Regions from separate parts of the Acanthopagrus latus genome. Here region 2 is linked to region 1. The links are chromatin contacts, called in public Hi-C maps. All regions are on one chromosome and are shown on one strand. The core of a region is the stretch at or near the end of the contact, and the rest is flanking DNA. Distances in the headings are between cores, read along the strand shown.

Region 1 (2,950 bases), core at 185-2,684:
GTTACACCTCATCACCTCCATTGATTTTTTTTTCTTTTTTTTTGCAAATATGTGCTTATTCTGAATTTTGCTGCAGCAACAGATTTTAAAAAAACAAGCTGATTGGACAAAACAAAAGATGGGTGGGAAAGCGGTGGAACGATCCAAAAAAACAAACTCTTTGGAGCATTCTGCAAGTAGTAAGTGATAGTAAGTAAGGAAGTTGTCATTTCCTCATTTACAATGTTAATATGCTTATCTTAGTTTGGGCCTTTCAAAGGTGTGAATGCCAAAAGAATAGTTTTCTATCTCCCTTAAAAAAGGTGTAATATGTAAGAATTGGCCACCTGTCAAACTAGTACTCCAGTAACCGCAAACTGCTGATACCGTCCACTGTTTGCCAATTAGCTCAGTTAGCAGTGCAGCTTCCTATTAGCTGGCTTGAGTCTGCCTGAACCGGAAGCTCAGTGGTGAAGGTTTTCAGGCCAAGGGGTGGCGTCTTTGTATGAAACACCAAATTTCAGATGATGTTTGATTATTTTTTTTTAATGTTTTAAGCTAAACATCTGACAAATTGCACCTTTAATAACACTTGTGGTCTGTTGACATGCAGCAAAACACAAAACAAGTGTTAATAGCATCCAAGTTATGCTAAATTAAGTCCTTTTGAACCTCATTTTAAAGTCGGGTCTTGCTCATAACATTTACTAGTGCTTGGACAAATCCCACTACTAATGACCGCTCCTTCGATCAATAAGCAGTAATTAGGAGGTAATTGAGGGAAAAGCTCTCATTTATTGGCCTAGCAGTTGCAGAATGTGTTCGTGCAGGAAAGGGCATTAAAAAGGAACCAATAACCAATCAATACGCATCTTAATATGCAAGCATTTCCTGATTTAAAAGTGTTACCAAAAGAGCAATATATGATTCCTATAGCTGAGGAAGGCAACATGGCTGAAAAGCACATGAGCTCGAAGACTTCGTTTTATTTTGAAAAGCATGTAATGTGCCGTGCTGGCAATGCATATCCACTGGAAACATTTCTTTGTTTAGATTTTTTTTTCTGCTTTTCACAAATTAGCGTGGCAGAAGTGTTATCGAAGCCTTAGTGCGAGTTCCTGCAGCCTCCCTCTCGCTCAGCCACTCCTTGTGCTGTCAGCATCGCAGGGTGGAGCTGGCTGAGCTGCCGCACATGTTTCAAGCATGCTCTGACGCTCTACTCCCTCTCTGTCTGTTTCCCTTCCTCTGAATGTGTGCACGGCCGGCTGAGAAAGAAAAAAAAAGAAGGAGGTCCCATCGCGCGTAACCATCGATGCCTCTTACCAATCACAGGGGTTTCCCCACCCTCTCCGTCTCCCTCCCTCCCTTTTCTTTTAGCTCCCTCCCACTGTCTCTAGGCACACCAAAGAAAAAAAAAAAAAGAAAAAGTGCAGGGGGAAAAAAAAAGTGATAAGCAGCAAGCAGCTTCTGGGTTTTGCTTTCAAGCGCACTCCTGCTGAATCGGTGCGCGTGAGTGTGTATGTGTGTGCGTGTGTGTGTGTGTGCGGGGCGTTCACTCTCGATCCTACCACAGTGGAGGCAGCGTCGGCCCCGAACAAAAGGCTAAACGCGGCAGAGCCACAGGAGGAGAAAACTCAGGGATAGAAAGCAGTCTGAGTGGCCCAGCGTGACTGCACCTCTCAGGGAGGAACTCAACCTGCCTTTCAGCACCTCCTGGCCCCGGCGTGGAGACAGAACCCGGCTGCCTGCCTGTCTCTCTGATCTGATCTCTCTCTTCCTCAGCTGTTCAGTCTTTCACCTTGTCTTTCATCTAGACACACCTCAGTCTCTGAGATTCCTACACCTGCACTTCCACACCTGGGCGTCTCTCCTCTTCATCCAGCCGCACTTCAAGATGTCAGACGATGACTGCCGCTCGCCCATCGGCCTGGACTGCTGCAGCTGCTGCCTGGACCTGGCAAACGGCTGCGATGACTCCTTGTCCAGCAGCCCGGCCCAGGGCCTCGGTACCAACGGGGGCCTGCCGGCAAGCCCCACCAGCCCCAGTGTCAGCCACTTTCGCCAGCTCCGTAACCAGCTGATGTACCAGAACCTGAACACGGACAAGCTGAACAACATCATGAGGCAGGACTCCCTGGATTCGGTGGTGAGGGACCCCTGCTTCCTGCTCAACGAGGGGATCTGCAACAGCAACATTGACCAGACCATGCTGTCTATCCTGCTCTTCTTCCACAGGTATGTGTGTCGTCTGGCTTACCTGATTACGTACACGCTTATCTGATAAGGCAGCCGCTGAATATAAAGGGTCTTTCAGCAGGACTTGGACTGAATAGGTTTTCTTCGCCCCTCTTTCAGGACGTTGAGCACAAAGTCTGGCTTCTAGCTTTCTGGATCTGCATGCATCAGATCGGAGGTTATGAGGAGCAGCTTAGGAACCATATTTTGCTTAAATCAAACAGATGGCTAATGTTGACTAATCAGGTTTTCTCAGATCAGCACTTCCTCTCAAATGGCAAATGACATAAGTGTTTACAGTCATGGACTGGGTACAGGCTAGGACGGGGTGGTCCATGCTTTATTACTGTCGGTTTGAATATGGTTGTTTCTGCACAAGTAAAACTCTGTATGATTTTACATCTGAAGCAAGAAGGTCCAAGTATTTGTGCAGCACTCGATGTCTATTTACATCCACACCGCCCACGTCTTTCACGCAGCATGTTTGATGATGTTACATAACGTCACAATGACAATGACAGTGACATGTGCTGTTTCGTATTTACATCTGAAAACGCTCTCCTTTGGTGAGGCTATTCAGTTCGAGGACAGTCCCTGATATTTGTAAAAGAAATGTTGAGGGACCTCAGAACGTCAAAACACATCATGGAGAAAAGGAAAAAAGAGCCAGAGAACAGAGGTAAACAAAATCGAACCCGAAAAGAACTCCTTTACTGAAACACACCAGGTTGTTCTC
Region 2 (2,950 bases), core at 136-2,635, 230 kb before region 1:
TTATATCTTAGAAAAAGTTTTGGATGAAAAATCCCACTGTAAAGTAACTAGTTACTTAGTAAATAAACAAGTTCAAAGTTATGTATTTGTCTTTGAAAATCAGTAAATTTGAAGCATGGAATAGAAATAATCAATTTAAGTACAAATAGCTAAAAATTTCATCTACGTGCTTGAGTTAATTAACTTTATTCCTCTCAATAACAATATGGACATAATAAATAAACTTAAATAACAGTGCTGTAGGCTTCAAACTGTTTATTTTGAGGAGTAAAGGAGAAAGTCTGGAGATGAAATCTGACTAAAATAAACTAATCATGACTAAATTTTAAACACAGGTAGTTTTTCTAACGATGTTTCCTCTGGTATGTGTGTCAGAGTTGAAGGACTCCTGTCTGTGAATCATCTATCAAGTATTTTAGAGAGCTGTAAAAATAAGAATTCAGTAAAATAAATCCTATGTCTGATTTATTATATCAAATATGTATCCAGACAAGTTTCAAAAGTCGACTCATGTCACATCCAGAAGCAACGCTCGGGTGTCAGAGTGACACTGGACAGCTGCGTTTGTTAATGTGTAACTTTTTAGCTGAAACTCTGTCACACAGGTCTTAAAACAACAGACTGATGCAGATGAACATGTGCAGCCACTGTGCTGATGTTGCACACTTTGGTCGAGAGAACATGCAGTGGTTTTCTACTCCTGACACACACACATGAAGCTTCACTTTTACCTGGCAACCATCACTTGATTAAAAAAAAAAAGCTCCAAACATCTGGATCAAAGTCATTTATCCAGTTTTACAGAAAAGCCACTAGTCTGTCATGTGTCATCAGCTCCCGGGGAAGATGATGCAACGATTACAACTCTGAGAAAACAAAAGACAGAAAACACTCACTTCCTGCTGCACAGAGCATAAATCTGACAAGTGTGCACTAACCTCTCATCTCCCAGTTAGAAAGATAATGATGAAAGCAAACGAGTAAAAATGCCTCGGCAGTCCACTTTTTAGGACAACAAGGCAGAGCTACAGGTTCATCTGACAGCTCACAGCCCACATCACTGACACATTCCTGCTCACAGTGGCTGGATTACTTCCACCAGCTGAGTGAACAATCCGCACAAAAACAACATGCAGCAAGAGTCCACGCGGTTGCATCAGGCTTTTTTTTTTCTTCTTTTGTGAAACACCACGTGTCAAGAGAAATGAAAGTCATGTACTCTGCTCATACCTTTGTCCATCTTGATTTATTCTTATTGTACAGTTTACTCCACGATGCTGGCAATTAAAAGTCTTTAATTAAAAGGTGACAGAGGCTCCTCTCTCTCTGATTGACAGAGGTACAGGCTGATGGCTGAGTGGCAGCTCTTTATATAACGTGGTGACCGCAGAGGGGGAGATGGTCGCCAGGTGGGACACCGGCAAATGGGATGCGTCCAGTATGAGGGAGGGAGGGGTGAGAGGGGTGAGAGGGGGGCAGGACGTGAGTAATCATTACAGGGACGAGAGGACAAGAGTCTGCGGGGTTATCAGAGCGGCAGTGTGGACGGGAATCCCCCCCCCATCACACACTGATCTGATCTCAGATAAGTTAGTGTATCAGTGAAGCGCACTCACAGCTTCCAGCGGTGTGTCTCCCTCACGGTTCCCCCTCCCCGCGGTGTCCCACCGCAGCTCGGCTCGGTTCGGCTCGGCTGCGCTGACGAGGACCGAAACCGGAGCGCGCGTCGCCTCAGCGGTGCGTCAAGGCGACGCTGACCACAGATCAGCTTTCATCAATACACCTGAAGCTGGGTCTTTTCCGCTTTTAATGACGTTTTCGTAGTCATTTAGTGATTTTATTTTATTTGTTTTAATAAGAATTCTCCATCTGCAGCAAATCTGCTCACTGATAACGGATGAGTTATTACTGTATGTGTATTTACAGTGACAGATCCAGTGGCGGCGCCAGGGAGGAGCCAGGTGGCGCTGTAGCTCCCATAGCACCCGCTCAGCACCCCCGAGAAATGGCTGTGATTTTTTTATATTTATATTTCATGTGTATTTCATGTCACGTTTGAATAGTCTTTTCAATGTTGTTTAAAAATGGGAATTAAGAAATAATTTCAAAAATATGTGTTAAGTCTAAAAAAACAAAAACAAAACAAAAACCACGAGGCCCAAACAGCTGATCTTCTTTGGCCAATGAGCACAGCGCGCAGTGAACCTTTGACCTTAACATGGCAGCTTGTTGTTGATATCGAGCTTGAACATTTAAGAAAGTAAAATACACCAAAATGGATCGTTTTATTTTTTGCTCCCTAAACGTCCACGTTCTGGGTCACAGCCAAAAGTTGGATGGATCAGTGTTCATGGCTGGAATGCAGCACTTTGTTTTGCGTGTAGGCATCTTCTGAAATGAGGGCACGGATTTAATCAAGGGCCAAACATTTACCAGCATCAGCATCAGTGGAGACACCAGGACCAGTAATGTGGCACTTTTGGCCATGAACACGGAGGGAAGGAGGACCCTTGACTGCGACAACATCACTGAAGCCTTCGCACTCAAATCACAGCAACAGACGTATTGTTTTGTTGTGAAGACGATCGTAAGTGCGTGATTTCCCCCTCTGTTGGGTATTACACATTTAATTAATTTGGTGGTTGAAGCACATCTGTGATGCTCCAACAAGAGGAACACTGCTGATTCTTCATCAGACTAGTGTTGCTGCTCTTTGCTGCTCCGTTGTATTCAGGGCTCGACTGTGACTGAATTGTGTGAGATATTATTTTCAGAGGTTTACACTGGCAGGCTTGTGTATGTTGTATCTATAGCCAGTGTGTAAAAAGTTGTGATCTGACTCAGATCACAACTTTTTAATAACAATTTTATTCTTCATAATCTGAATGCCTGTGCGCAACCTTTTCTCTCATGTTTGGGGTGTGACGTCACTTCCGGTACATATGTGAGG

The links. A called contact is a pair of places that touch in the nucleus more often than the background predicts.
Region 2: a Hi-C map of liver shows a contact between it and region 1, with 2.7 times the contacts expected there. The contact joins the promoter of pmt here to the promoter of tsc22d3 in region 1. A contact is called at or near these places in 3 of 4 Hi-C or Micro-C datasets (liver and muscle).

Annotation. Positions count from the first base shown.
Region 1 is chr18:22,610,276-22,613,225 of fAcaLat1.1, reverse strand. tsc22d3 (TSC22 domain family protein 3) reads left to right here and starts at 1,434. Exons shown (of 3, transcript XM_037076452.1): 1 at 1,434-2,214. The coding sequence starts at 1,874.
Region 2 is chr18:22,837,916-22,840,865 of fAcaLat1.1, reverse strand. pmt (phosphoethanolamine methyltransferase) reads right to left here and starts at 1,385. Exons shown (of 12, transcript XM_037076638.1): 1 at 1,231-1,385. The coding sequence starts at 1,240. LOC119007184 (a long non-coding RNA gene) reads left to right here and starts at 2,055. Exons shown (of 3, transcript XR_005071057.1): 1 at 2,055-2,587.